Linked DNA regions of Zea mays: regions 2 and 3 are each linked to region 1. A link is a contact called in public Hi-C data. All regions are on one chromosome and are shown on one strand. The core of a region is the stretch at or near the end of the contact, and the rest is flanking DNA. Distances in the headings are between cores, read along the strand shown. Region 1 holds the start of LOC100193311. Region 2 holds the start of LOC103650928 (extradiol ring-cleavage dioxygenase). Region 3 holds the start of LOC103650929 (receptor protein-tyrosine kinase CEPR2).

The links. Hi-C and Micro-C count contacts between places; a contact is called where the count stands out from the background.
Region 2: a Hi-C map of leaf shows a contact between it and region 1, with 7 times the contacts expected there. The contact joins the promoter of LOC103650928 here to the promoter of LOC100193311 in region 1. A contact is called at or near these places in 4 of 25 Hi-C or Micro-C datasets (bundle sheath, ear, leaf and 1 more).
Region 3: a contact with region 1 is called in a Hi-C map of ear, with 1.7 times the contacts expected there. The contact joins the promoter of LOC103650929 here to the promoter of LOC100193311 in region 1. A contact is called at or near these places in 2 of 25 Hi-C or Micro-C datasets (bundle sheath and ear).

What each region holds. Positions count from the first base shown.
Region 1 is chr3:176,719,091-176,723,866 of Zm-B73-REFERENCE-NAM-5.0, forward strand. It overlaps LOC100193311, which reads right to left and starts at 1,320. Exons shown (of 5, transcript NM_001394745.1): 1 at 1,053-1,320; 2 at 450-581. The coding sequence starts at 490.
Region 2 is chr3:176,994,923-176,999,282 of Zm-B73-REFERENCE-NAM-5.0, forward strand. LOC103650928 (extradiol ring-cleavage dioxygenase) reads left to right here and starts at 3,071. Exons shown (of 3, transcript XM_008676524.3): 1 at 3,071-3,864. The coding sequence starts at 3,469. It overlaps LOC100278150, which reads right to left and starts at 4,001. Exons shown (of 1, transcript NM_001151519.1): 1 at 1,800-4,001. The coding sequence starts at 2,576. The coding sequence ends at 1,956.
Region 3 is chr3:177,042,236-177,046,657 of Zm-B73-REFERENCE-NAM-5.0, forward strand. It overlaps LOC103650929 (receptor protein-tyrosine kinase CEPR2), which reads right to left and starts at 2,612. Exons shown (of 3, transcript XM_008676526.4): 1 at 2,265-2,612; 2 at 1-1,119. The coding sequence starts at 1,099.

The DNA of each region.
Region 1 (4,776 bases), core at 70-2,569:
AGTTCTTGCTAGTTTCTCTGACGGACTGGTAGAAGATGTCATAAAAGCATAACCACCACTGCCAGCACCACCTACCAAATAGAGGGGGCGGAGCATGGTGAACGGAACAGCGACCAGAAGGGAAGGGACGGCATCTTGTACAAAGGTACATGGTAGTAGTACCGCAACACTCACTGCTGCAAGATTGCATGATAAGAATGGAGGATGGCACCACCACACCCCAGACACAGGCATCAATACGAGCTTAGATGCAAATCAATACAGCACGCAGCACATGACCGCACATGGTAAAGCAAATGGCGCATCTGAGACTGAACCTGGATTAGCACGCTATCGCTATCCACACCGAGCAGAACCCCAGCACAAAAGCGTGAGCAGCAAGCGGGCTGAGGTGAGTGAAGAGGTAGGGGAAGGGGAGGGTAGATCGAGACTGGACAGTGAGATCTTACGCTGCCCCGGTCGGCCTGTACCGGGCCTCCAAGGAACCCATGCGCTTAATCTCCAGGATCCTTCTCGGCGCTAACCCCCACGAAGGCTCAGTCCGACCACGCTTCCACCGCCCAGGTTGCGCCGCTTCTCATCTGCAATAGAGACAAGGAACACGTCAGGATCCGCTAGCTTTCGCGGTTCATTAAAAGCAAGCAAACAAGAAGATGCCCGGATGACACACAAGGGCAGACACAACAGAAGCAGAAACCTTCGTTAGACGAAGCATGAAGGGCATGAATGGGAGCAAGTCGGTTAAAAGGGAGCAACGACGCGAGGTAAAGCTGCGAACCGGAATCTACCGAAAAAGAAGGCAACAAATCAAGCAAGAAACAAGGGAGGGGAAAAAAGGAGGTAAATCTGCTGCAGGAAGGGAGCGAATGAACGCCAAATCGAGCAAATGGTGGTTCCACTTCCACACACACACCCCACCACCACCATACCACCAGAGCAAAAAGAACCCCGAAAACACCAAGAACAGATCAAGCGCCTCCCAGCAAGAACGCATCGGAAGAATATGAAAGCGCGGTAAGAACCGGTGGCGGCATAGGCAGCGTGGCGCGTACCCGGAAGGCAGCCGACGGGAGGGCGGGCAAGCGGGCGGAGGCGGCGAGGGCTTCAATGGCGAGAGCAACGGGCGGCAGCAGGAGCGGTGGGACGCAGGCAGTCGGTGGAGGTGAGAGGCGGCGGCCGAGTGGGGCTCCGGTTGGTCCTCGGTCCTTCCTCCCCTCTCTTCTACAGAGCTCTGGGTGGGCTTGAAGAGCGGAGCAGGAGAGGAGTTGTATATATAGCGAAGATATATACCCCGCTGCAAAAAAGCAAAGGCCGAGCTGGTTTAAGCAAAGCAAGCACATGAAAATGGGAAGCGCGCGGCTGGTTAAATAACCCGTTTCCTCAGGTGGGCCCTCGTCGCGTACGGTCGCGGACAAATCTTTTGGCCCTAGAGGGGCCCGGCCATCCGGGGGCACGGTGATTAGCGGAGTCGGTGACGGTGAGGATGGTTAGCCACCAAAGCAGTGGAAGCTGGTTGATGCCTGACGAAAAAGCCATACCGCATTCTTAGATTACGATATGACGAAAGCTGGCTTTGCAGTAGTAAAAACGAAAGATACATGGATCAATGCACTAGCAAAGAATGCGTGGCTTGTGTTTTTAGTTTTCAGTTAGACCTCTTTTGGATTAAAGGATAATTTTTCCTCATCCTATGTTTTTTGAACTATGTTACTCCTATAAAATTCCTACGTTCCAAAAAGATCTCGTGTTTGTTTGTACAAACCGTCCCGTCGCATGCCTAGAATGGCAAAGGCAGTGTGTGAATCTGCTGAGCAGCTAGTAACTTCTTCTCGGTTTATGGAGTTACACTCGTCTGTCATACAAAGACTGCAGTTCTAATATACAAAGGAGAAACCGAAGCTCTAGCAAAATTACAAAAAATAGACCTATACAAGATCGGTCCACGTTGTGGTTAGTTTAGTCTTCAGTGGAGCCCGACTAAAAAAAAATCACGAACCAGCCTTCCCCACTGCCGACGCCCGACGGCGTCACGTGCATCCTCCGAGCTGCCGCGCTCACCCATCTAGGATGAAATGTCGAAACGATAAAAAAACAGCTAAATTGTTTTTGTTTTCATATCTTTTTGTTGGGAAGAAAACGAAAATCAACAGTCGAAATACGGAATCGGAATTATCGGTTATTCGAAAACGATCGAAAACGATAAAATATAGTCAAAAAATAACTATTTTGTAGTTTTAACAAAAACATAATAAAGTGATGTATTGCCTAATTTTTAAGATTTAGAAATACACAAACAACTCTTTTTCCATCATTCATATTAGTTAGAGTAATTATAACATTTGTTTTTCGCTTATTCATTCACTTGAACACAATAAAAATCTATAACTTAAATAAATTATATGCTAGATCTATCTCATATTATATAAAACGGTAGAAAACGGTATTAGCACGACCCGGAAACGAAAAATACGAAAACAGTCAAAAAACTAGCTAAATCGTTTTTTACCGTTTCTAATCGGTTTTCGAACAATTCGAAAATGATCGGGGAAAAATAGTATTCGATACGGGATGATACGGGAATTTTTCGTCTCGTTTTCATCCCTTGACCCATCGGCCATCGCGCCGGGCCGCCGCCTAAGCGCCCTTTGCTGTGCGCCGGGTAGAGTGATAATGAATGGTGATCTAAAAAATTTTTCACATATTGTTAAGATTTGTCGGGGACCATAATTAGGGGTACACTCATGGCTCCTAAATCTTAGCTGGTAACCTCCATCAGCACAAAGCTGCAAAGGTCTGATGGGTGCGATTAAGTCAAGGATCGGTCCATTCAAGGGACGCGATCGCGCCTCGCCCGAGCCCAGCCTCGGGCAAGGGCAGCCGACCCTGGAGGATCTACGTCTCGCCCGAGGACCCCCTCCAGCAACGGACACGCTTTCGGCTCGCCCGAGGCCCAGTCTTCACCAAGAAGCAACCTTGGCCAAATCGTCACGCCAACCGACCAAATCGCAGGGGCATTCAATGCAAAGGTGGCCTGACACCTTTATCCTGACGCACGCCCTCTAGTCTACAGAGCCGAAGTGACCGCAGTCACTTCGCCGCTCCACTGACCGGTCTGACAAGAGGACAGCACCGCCTGCGCCGCCCCGACTGCTGCGCCACTCGACAGAGTGAGGCTGACAGCGGCTAAGTCAGGCCTCAGGCGTCATAGGAAACTCCGCCTCGCCCGACCCCAGGGCTCGGACACGGGCTCAGCCCCGGAAGACGACGAACTCCGCTCCGCCCGACCCCAGGGCTCGGACACGGGCTCAGCCCCGGAAGACGACGAACTCCGCTCCGCCCGACCCCAGGGCTCGGACACGGGCTCAGCCCCGGAAGACAACGAACTCCGCTCCGCCTGACCCCAGGGCTCGGACTCGGGCTCGGCCCCGGAAGACGACGAACTCCGCTTCGCCCGACCCCAGGGCTCGGACTCGGGCTCAGCCCCGGAAGACGACGAACTCCGCTCCGCCCGACCCCAGGGCTCGGACTCGGGCTCGGTCCCGGAAGACGACGAACTCCGCCCGACCCCAGGGCTCGGACTCCGCCCCGGCCTCAGCCGACGGTCTCCACCTCGTCCGACCTGAGGGCTCGGACTCGACCTCGACCTTGGAAGACAGACTCGACCTCGACCTCGGAGGAGCCTCCACCTCGCCCAACCTAGGGCGCGGACCGACCACGTCGACAGGAAGCGCCATCATTACCCTACCCCGAGCTGACTCTAGCTACGGGGAACAAGACCAGCGTCCCATCAGGCTCGCTCTACTATACGAGTAATGATGGCGCCCCGCATGCCCTGTGACGACGGCGACTCTCAGCCCCCTTACAGAAGCAAGAGGACGTCAGCAAGGACTCGACAGCCCCGATAGCTGTCCTTCCGCCAGGCTCCAGCACTCCTCCGACGGCCACGACATCACACGAACTGGGTGGCAAAACCTCTCCGGCTGCCACGATGGCATGTACTTAGGGCGCTAGCTCTCCACCGCTAGACACGTTAGCACACTGCTACACCCCTATTGTACACCTGGATCCTCTCCTTATGCCTATAAAAGGGAGGACCAGGGCCCTCTTACAGAGGGTTGGCCGCGCGGGGAAGGACGGGACGGCGCTCACGCAAGGCCGCTCGCTCCCTCCCGCGTGGACGCTTGTAACCCCCTACTGCAAGCGCACCCGACCAGGGCGTGGGGCTAACACGAAGGTCGCGGGTTCCACCTCCCACGCCTGTCTCCCTCCGGCTGCTACTTCCCCCTTCGCGTTCCGCCTCGCGTCGACCCATCTAGGCTGGGGCACGCGGCGACGATTCACTCGTCGGTCCAGGGACCCCCCGGGTTTCGAAACACCGACAGTTGGCGCGCCAGGTAGGGGCCTGCTGCGTGTTGACGAACAGCTTCCCGTCAAGCTCCAGATGGGCAGTCTCCAGCAACCTCTCCAACCCGGGACGGTGCTCCGTTTCGGGAGTCTTGAGTTCATGTCCTTCGACGGCAGCTACGACATGATACTCCTTCCCCCGCTGCGAGACAACGACAATGGCGGTCGACAATCCGCCCGCCGGCGGGGAAATCGACGACGCCTTCCCCACGAGGTGGAAGGACGACATTCGGGCTTGTCCCGTCCCCTCCCCCGCCGACGGAGGAGGAGGCGGGGCAACCAAGGCCAAGCGGGAGGCGGCACCTCGTTGGCTGTCGAGCGAGTCGACGGTGTCGGCGCCCCAACGGGGAGCGCGTCGGGCATCGACCTCGC
Region 2 (4,360 bases), core at 1,821-4,320, 280 kb after region 1:
ATGTCCATGTCTTCGTCGTGTCTTTCTCCGGCAACGAACAGGTATGACTGCCTCTTCCCTTCCCTTCCTGGTCTATGAAATCTTGGAAGTGGGGGAGGCGAGGGATGGGGTCTCTGATTTGCTGCCTATAGTACCCATTCGATGGCTCGTCATCGTCTGTCTACATGACCTTTCCTTTATCACGACGTCGACTCGCTTAGTCAAATAAAAAAAATGCGGAGAGCAGAGACAGTCAATCAAAAATCTTGACATCTTTTTGATGGATAGTTTACGTGAGTATTGTTGTGAGCCGTCGCAACGCAAGGACAACCGACTAGTTTTTCTCTATATCTCCACCCTCTACATGCTTATTAGGCTTGTTGTTAAGGGTAAATTAAGGGAGACTGTAGGGGATTAAATCCCTTATATAGGAGGCGGATTTAATCCTTTCTAATCCACATCAAACCAAACAAGCTGTAAAAAGGTTCCACTAAATTCTCCATCTATACACACTACAACAGTAAAATATCATTTTCTATACATATTCATTGTCTATTATCAAATTTTTTCCAACTAATAAATACTGGCGTGCACGCAAAGGCGAGGCAAGATGGTTGGCTACCACACCCCTAAAGCTGGTGGTTCCCTATAGTTTCCCCTTAAGGGCTTGTCCGGTTACGCCTATCCAAAAGGGGATTGAATCCCCTCCTAGTCATTTTTTACTAGGAGGGGATTCAATCCCCTTAAACCCCTTGCTGGATTGACATAACCGAACAAGGCCTAAACTGTAGCACGTAGAGGAAGGGAAACGGGTGACGTAAAACAATTTTAGCCCCCTAAACAACTACAAGAGTAGGGGACAGGGCACCGTTGAACGTAGTCTTGCTGTATCACTTGCTCCACTAGTCACCTTCCAAAGCAGGAAATTTGTACGGTTGAGTTTGCAGATAATGGCATCCGGGTACCCATAGAGTTGTACACCCCACAAGATGGGAACAACTTGGGCCTTCCAAAGCAGAAAATTTGTACGGTTGAGTTTGCAGGTAATGGCAGTAGCAATGGCGGAGGAGGTGACAACAGAAGTGGTGGAAGCGCTCGCCGAGGAGTGTAGAACGATTGAGGTGGTGGAAGACATGGTGAAAACGGATCTGGCTTTGGTACCAGATGTATTTGTCATAGGGAACCTCTATGGGTTTGTGTTTCATATATAGTGTTGTACATAATACAATCACAACAACCATATCCACAATATCTGATACAATTGTACCTTACCATCTATAGTATCGACCATACCTAAATTGTGTTACTTGACTTGTTTACATGTTGTCGTAGCCGATACAGGAAAGAATTGATGAAACTGCAGCTGATAAACGAACCGTGGAATCAGGTCTAGCAGCAATGTGTTAGGATTTGTACTCATGACGATTGTTCGGTTTGCCACCAAACCTTTTTTTATTAGAGCTCCAAGGCTGATGTCTAGGCCGTCTTGATTTGTTAAATCTCACAAGATTGGAACCTTTTACCTGACATAAGGTGTTTGATGGCATCCACTTTTATAGGTGTTATGGTGTGCTCAAGTGCCAACTTGATCTAGAACTAAGACCATATCCAACAGTTTACCATATGGTTACACAAAACACTGGTTTGCATGGTTATGTATTATAGACTGTAATGTTCGTAGAGTGAACTTTAAATATAGTGATGATAATGAGTAAGCTGTCCAATAAAAAAACAAAAATTTCGCTAATCGAGTCAAATACCTAAGTTTATGAGTTTATGACAATTGAGCCCGGGCAACTGTAGCATCAACAAATCATCAATGGAAAATATGGTTTTATATATAAGAAAATGTTACCAAACTATTTTCAACTTTATTGTGCGCTCTAAAATTAGATAAAAGATTCACGCCGTGTACGACAAAATAATAATAAAATGAGCACACTTGTAGGACGTTGCAGTGGTAGCTATACTAGTATTCACGCTTTACGTGGAACGGGAGCGTAGTGGGCGTATGGAGGCCAGTACAAGTGAAGCTCCATCTTGTACGTCACCGTTCGTCCTCGCAAGTCCACCGGCGAGGACCGGACGTATCCCAGCGCGTACGCGAAGTCGCCGGTGCCACCCACCACCGGGTAGTCGGACGGCTTGGTGTTGTAGGTGCCCCCAAGGACCGAGACGGAGCCCCGGTGGCCGCGGTGGTGGACCGTGATCTTGGCCAGCGACATGCTCTGCAGCCCGTCGAGGCTGGTGGTGATGGAGGTCCCCTCCGCGACGCCCGCCACCCGGGAGTCCCTGTCCGCGCGCACCGTCAGGTCGTCGCGGAAGACGTAGATGGTGCCGAAGGGCGTGGTGGTCTGGCTGACGCCCGCGCCCGCGACGCCGTCCACCACGATGTAGCCGGTCCTGTTGATGGTCTCGTGCTGGTACAGCGTGAAGCTGAGCGTCTTCCCGTGCCCGTCTCGGCTCTCGGTTTTGTTCTTCGGCGTCGCAGCTGCTACTGCTACAGGCGGGATCTGAAACTGGAGGCGGTGGAGAAAGGCCACCAACACGCAGAGCAGCAAGCCCCTGGCACTGGCAGCGCTCGTCGTAGCTGCCATGGTAAAACCGAAAGATCGCTACTGGATTATTATGCCTCCTCACTTGTGGCTTATCGTGGAGTTTGGAGCTTTTATGCACTGCAGCCTGGCAGCCAGAATGGACTAGCGATAGATTCTCAAACAGCTGATCTTGACGAAAAAAAATGACGGATCGAGACACTGGACATTCGGTCGCCGTCGGAGTAAACCTGATCATCTAGATGGTAGACTTTTGGTGGAAGACACCGTTCTTTCTCTCTCTGAACTCTGAAGACTCGTGACCTGCCGTGCGACGTCCTGATACCAACTGCGGCTGTGTACCAGGTCGACGGGGAGATCGGATTTGCTCCGTAAATACGCACTGATGCGGTTGCTTATATGTCAGTGCGTTTGAAGTCTTCTTTTTCATCTTTCTCTCTTTTTGGTTTTTTAGGCGCACCTTTCTCTCATTTTAGTGAGAGTAGTTCTTTTCCTTTCCTAGACCCAAACCCAAGCAGACCTGTGGGCCGTGGCCTTGCTCGAGACCAACAGCAAATTTCGGCTGTGCCTTTGTATGTCCTAACAAGCCCATAGTGGAAGACCGGCCCGGTCCACGAAACCTGTTCTCTCCTGTTAACGATTCCATAGAAATACGCCGTCGTGCGTCATTGCTTACACGATAGTGACCACGCACGCCGCGGGCCGGCAAACCGTACCGTCGCCGGAAGATTCGTATTGCTTGCTGCGTTTCGACTTTGGATTGGACCCGTCCCCTTGCGACCAACCGAACCGCCCCTCAATCGTCTCTCTGAATCATCCCTCTCGCACTCTCGCGCTGCACGTGCTCTCCTCCACGGGCCACCACCACAAACCAAACGCGAGCGCGACGCACGCGCGCAAAAAGAAGATCCAGCGCAGCGAGCGCGACGACATAATGGGGCAGAGCCAGGGGAGAGCGGGCAGAGCCAAACCAGAGACGCGGCACGCGACGCGGGAGGGCGAGCAGCAGCGGCGGCGCGGCGACATCGCGAGGCCAGGGCCAGAAGCAACAGCCGAGGAGGGGCAGCAGAGGCGACCGCCGAGAGTCCCGGCCACCATGGACACCTTCTTCCTATCGCACGGCTCGCCCACGCTCTCCATCGACGACAGTATCCCGGCGCGGCACTTCTTCAAGTCATGGGTGCCGGCGAAGGTCGCGGGCGACCAGCCCCCGCGCGCCATCCTCGTCGTCTCGGGACACTGGGAGACGGCCACGCCGGCGGTCAACGTCATCCGCGGCAGCAACGACACCATCTACGACTTCTATGGCTTTCCCAAGCCCATGTACCAGGTGCGCTCGATGCCTACCTACCACCGTACTCCCTCCCTTTCTCCGCTCCCCGCGAATCCGTTGGGAAGCCTCACCGTTTTAGCAGATGACCCAGTGCGTCAAAATTAGGTTGGTAACATTGCGTCTCGGACTCTCTCGGTGGGTCCTTGTTTTCCTCTGCTCAGTGCTTTTGAGTCACCCCCACCAGATCATGGTCCGGTCCAATGCAGGTGCAGAAATGGGGATTCTTGTCGCGAATCATGAGACCATGCGCCTTTTTTTTATCCTGAAACAAGGATCGCTAGAGCCAGTGACCAATGTTCTGGTGAAATCAACATGAAAATCAGATGTGAACAGGCCATTGGGGAAAGTTGCCGGCCTAGAGCTTACGGTAGTTCTACAAAAATGAATCTGCATATGTAGATATCTACCTGACCTGAATAGGTAGTGAGATGCTTGATAGCTTGCTTGTCAGCAGCAAACTTAGGGGCAGTGAAGCTTGATGGCCCATGCGCAT
Region 3 (4,422 bases), core at 1,362-3,861, 320 kb after region 1:
AAAAGTTGTTGGTCAAAGCCAATAAGAACTGGAGCTTGTTGTTTTGGCACAAGAATCTTGGAAATTCGCCAGAAAAGTAATTCTCGGATATGTCGATTGTGTTGAGTGGTGAGAATCGACCCAGGTTGGCAGGGAACTTTCCTGAGAACTGATTTTCATAGGTTGAGAATGACTCAAGAAACTGCAGGTTCCCCAACTCTTCAGGAAGTTCACCAAAGAAGTTGTTGTGGTATATATGGAATATCCTCAGCTTCTTCAGGCTGCCAATCTCCTTAGGCAGCATGCCAGTCAGCTGATTCCGAGAAACATCAAACTCAGATAACAAGGTTAGAGTTGCAAGCTCTTGAGGAATTTCACCAGTCAAGTTGTTCTGGTAGAGCTCAATCTTCCATAAGTTCCTCAGTTTAGATATTGCCTTCGGGAATACACCAGTAATTTGGTTGCGTGAGAAGTCCAGTGTCCCGAGTGATACCAAATCGAAGACTGAAGCTGGTATCTCTCCCCTAAGATTGCATTGTCCCAAGAACAGCCACGTTAAGTTCTTCAGGTCTCCAATGCTTTCCGGAACATCACCTTCGTCGAAGCTGTTCTCTCCAAGGCCTAGTTCAGTTAGACCTGGTAATTTGCTGACCCATGTTGGGAATGCCCCATTGAAACTATTGGTCGACAAGTCCAGAACTCGTAGGTTGACCAATGCTGAAAGATCAGGCAATTCACCAGTTAAACTGTTCATTGACAGATTAAGTACCTGCAGATTTGTGCAGTCGGCTAGCGCAGCAGGAACAGTTCCTGAGATGGAGTTTGCCCCAAGCTCCAGAGTGCGTAATTGTCCAAGAAGAGAAAATGAAGATGATATAGTGCCTGACAGCGAGATATTTGAGAGTGATATCCCGATGACATCGCCAGAATTGTGGTCACATGTAACACCGTAGAATTGGCACGGTGAGTGGGATTCATCCCAGTTGTGTAGGTAATTCTGTGGATCTTTCAGATAGCCTCTGATGCCCAAAAGTATATCTCTATCCAGAGGTAGGGATTTTGATGCTCGGAAACTGCAGAGCACAAGGACTAACCAGAAATGCATTTTAAAATACACCATCACACTCTTAGCACCGTTACCTGAAAAAACAGGGGATCCTCACATAAGTGCACTGGGATACTAGATCTGATGACATCAAATAATTACGTTGACATTTTACGAAAGCACAGAGTGTTTAACATTGAAGAAACAAATGAAATGACCTGTGCAGTTCACTTGTGCCCGGGGCCGGGACGGTCATTGAAAGGGATCGAAGTGTGAAAAGATCAAAAGTATTCATTCTACTGAAAGCAGACCACTCAGTGACCATGGGGACCAGGTAATAAAAACATAACCAGTTAGATATTCTTTTCATGGTTTGCTTCTGTTCCTGAATAAATTGATCCCTAGAGTTTCCTTAATTTTTTTTAAAAAAGAAACTTTGACCGGATTTCTAGCCACCAAGGTTTATGACATCAATTTAGTATCATTAAATAAATCGTAGAATATACATAGACGTCGTTACACTTTTCTATAAAGTTAGTGAAACTTAAGATAATTTGACTGAGTCGATCAAATTCCTTGCTGGTAACCATCAGAGAGACTCACGCAGTAAGTATTCAGATATTTTAGCAGATACACGTCGCCTTTTCTCGGCCCCTCAGTTAGATGTTACAGAACATAAGGTTAAGGCCTTGAATGTGTCCATACTTCAAATCGGCAATAAACTCATCCAGCGGCAAACGGATGACTGGCTGTCATATTCAGGATCAAAACAAGCGTACTTATTATCGGAGGAGTCTCCAGCATGAAAAGCTTCGCTGTCTAGTGGAGTCTCTAGGATGATGTGACCACACGTCCACATTCAATGAACCGGTAAAGAAGAAAGAAAAAAATGGGAAATGACACTCCACTATACGAAGTGCAGGTGGTTGTGCTGTGCGTATTAATTTGTAACACTTTTGTCACTCATCCAGTTAACATGTCGAGTACCGAGGAACACCAACGTATCAACAAGTTGTTTTTTTTTTTGGTGGGGTGGGGGGTCAACTTGTGAAATCAGTCCCAAAACTATGTGCTAGCCATGGAAACTAACTGCAGAACATTTGACAGGACACCCAAACTTACGGTTTAGCAAATGCTACTCTGACTGAATCGAGAAATGCACAGAGCTAAAGTACAATGGAGACGGCAGAATTGAAGGCATGCAGTGCTGAACTGATGATGAAGCAAAGATCATACTTACAGACCCAAAAAAAAAGGCGGCAGCGTCCCAAGCGTCCGGCCAATCTGAGTTGATCAGGGACACAGGCCAAGAACAGAGAAATGTTAGTGCGCTACTTGCCTTGGTCCAGGCTGCTGGCTCTGGCTGGTCTCTGGTCGCTAACCTCTGCTGGAGACAAGACAAGGCCATGGGGGCGGCGAGGAAGGCCGGTAGATATAAGAGCGAGCTGGGAGGGAGGGAGCAGGCGACCAGTGGAGCAAGTAGCGGGAGCGGCAGAGCACGCGGGCGCGTCTTGTCCCGCCCCCGCTACGCTCTACGCCCGGCGCGCGCGTGCGGAGCGGAGGCGGGGGCGCAAGGCAACAATGCGGGAACGTACGCATGCGCCGGTATCTTTTTGCGTTCTGTGGACGGCGCGCCCCACTTGACCCCGCAACGGAAAGCGACGGCGCGCCCGCGCTCGGCCTCGGAACACCGTGAACCGGGGGTGCCCGCGGAACACCACACGGCACACCGGGACGCACGCTTGGGGCGACGTTGGAGTGGGCGTGCCGAGAGGTACTTTTCAACCCTGCCTAGCCTAGCTCTAGCTGTATGATATTTTTTTTTTCCGACGCGTCCACTCGTTCTTCTCGATGATGGTACACTACACCGACACCGCGACGCGCTGGGACTGGATGGGAGGAGCTTGGTCCTTGGTTGTCTCGTGTCGTCTGCCTCATCCAATCTTGGTTTGCATGGGTGTGCCAACAAAATCTCAGCATCCCAACGTTCCGTTTCGTACTTCCATTTCTGCCGAAGAACAGCACACAGCAGCAGAGTCCTGCCCGAGTGTCGGGTGGTGACGAGTAGTAAACTGTATCCGGAGCTTAACAAGAAGGACCGGACCAATCATCGGATCTGACAGACGAACAAAGTCGTTGGGAGCAAAAAAAAAAAAAATCCCAGCCGACGATATTCGAGTCAAAGATCCGCTGATCCAGCAGCCCCCGTGACAGAGTGGCCCCCTATTCCAATGTCCTCTTCGACGCAGCAAACGAACAAACCGAAAGCTGCCGGACCCAGCAGCAGGCCCAAGCGCCCACCATGGAACGAAACTTGTCTTGTCTCGCTCGCCCACGTGACGTGAGCACTCCGCGCGCTGCAGAACGATGATTTGATGATGATCCTGTCTGATCACATAAGCTCTTCTTCCTCTTTTGTACACGGCCAGAGAATGCTGATCTGTGCCTGCATGTCTGATTGGATTGGATCGGATCGCGACGTGATGAAGTGGTAGTAGGAGCGGCCGCTAGAGGGTTCCATTCGCAGGACCAGCCGACCAGGCTATGAACAAATGCTTCAGCCACCCTGCTGCCTTGGAATGCAAGTGCATTGCACTGCTGCGCTATTATTCTGTTAAACAACAAGGATCACTCATTACATCAGCTCACGCCGTGCACAGTGCGACGACACATACAAAGTGCCTCATCTGTCGTCCTTTCAGAGTTGATCAAACAGAACCTAAAATAATATTGTGGTCCGGCCGTGCGTCAAATGACTAGGCACAGAATGATTGTCAAGTGGTCGGGCTGGCTGTTGATGATTAGTATAGCAGCTTTGCAGAGGGATCTGTCCATCCATCTCAACAGTAACACTGACCAGAAAAACAAAAATTTCCCTCTAATTCTGCGAAACCTATATATTATTACGGCACTGCTCCATGCATGATTATTGCACTAGTGTCGTCGTGACTCGCGAGAACTTTTGGCTCGTGCTGGAGCTCGACATGAACTGACGCCTGACGGCCGGGGGGGAATCTAATAGTGTATTATGTAGCCTCACCGCACCGTGTCTGGGCTATCATCACCTGTCGCTGCAGCCGCTAGAATCGTGTGGAGCCCAAGGGCTAGGAGGCTAGGACAACGATGGTGTCCGCTCAGAAATCTGCTCGGTTTCTTCTTTTCTTTTAGAACACCGGCAAGCGCTGCAAGACGAGGTGCGCGCGCGCGCGCGTGTGGACACCGATCGAGTGCAGGCGTGGTCGGATGGCGAGCGTACAGTGTGCGCTCCAGAAATCTGCAGGCTCGGAGAAATAAATGTGCCTCGCCCAGTAGACGGTCTTTATCATTTGCCGTGCAGTCGGCGTCTCAGCATCTAACCGGAATATCGATCGGATCATTCGTTAGTTGTGGCCATCCTT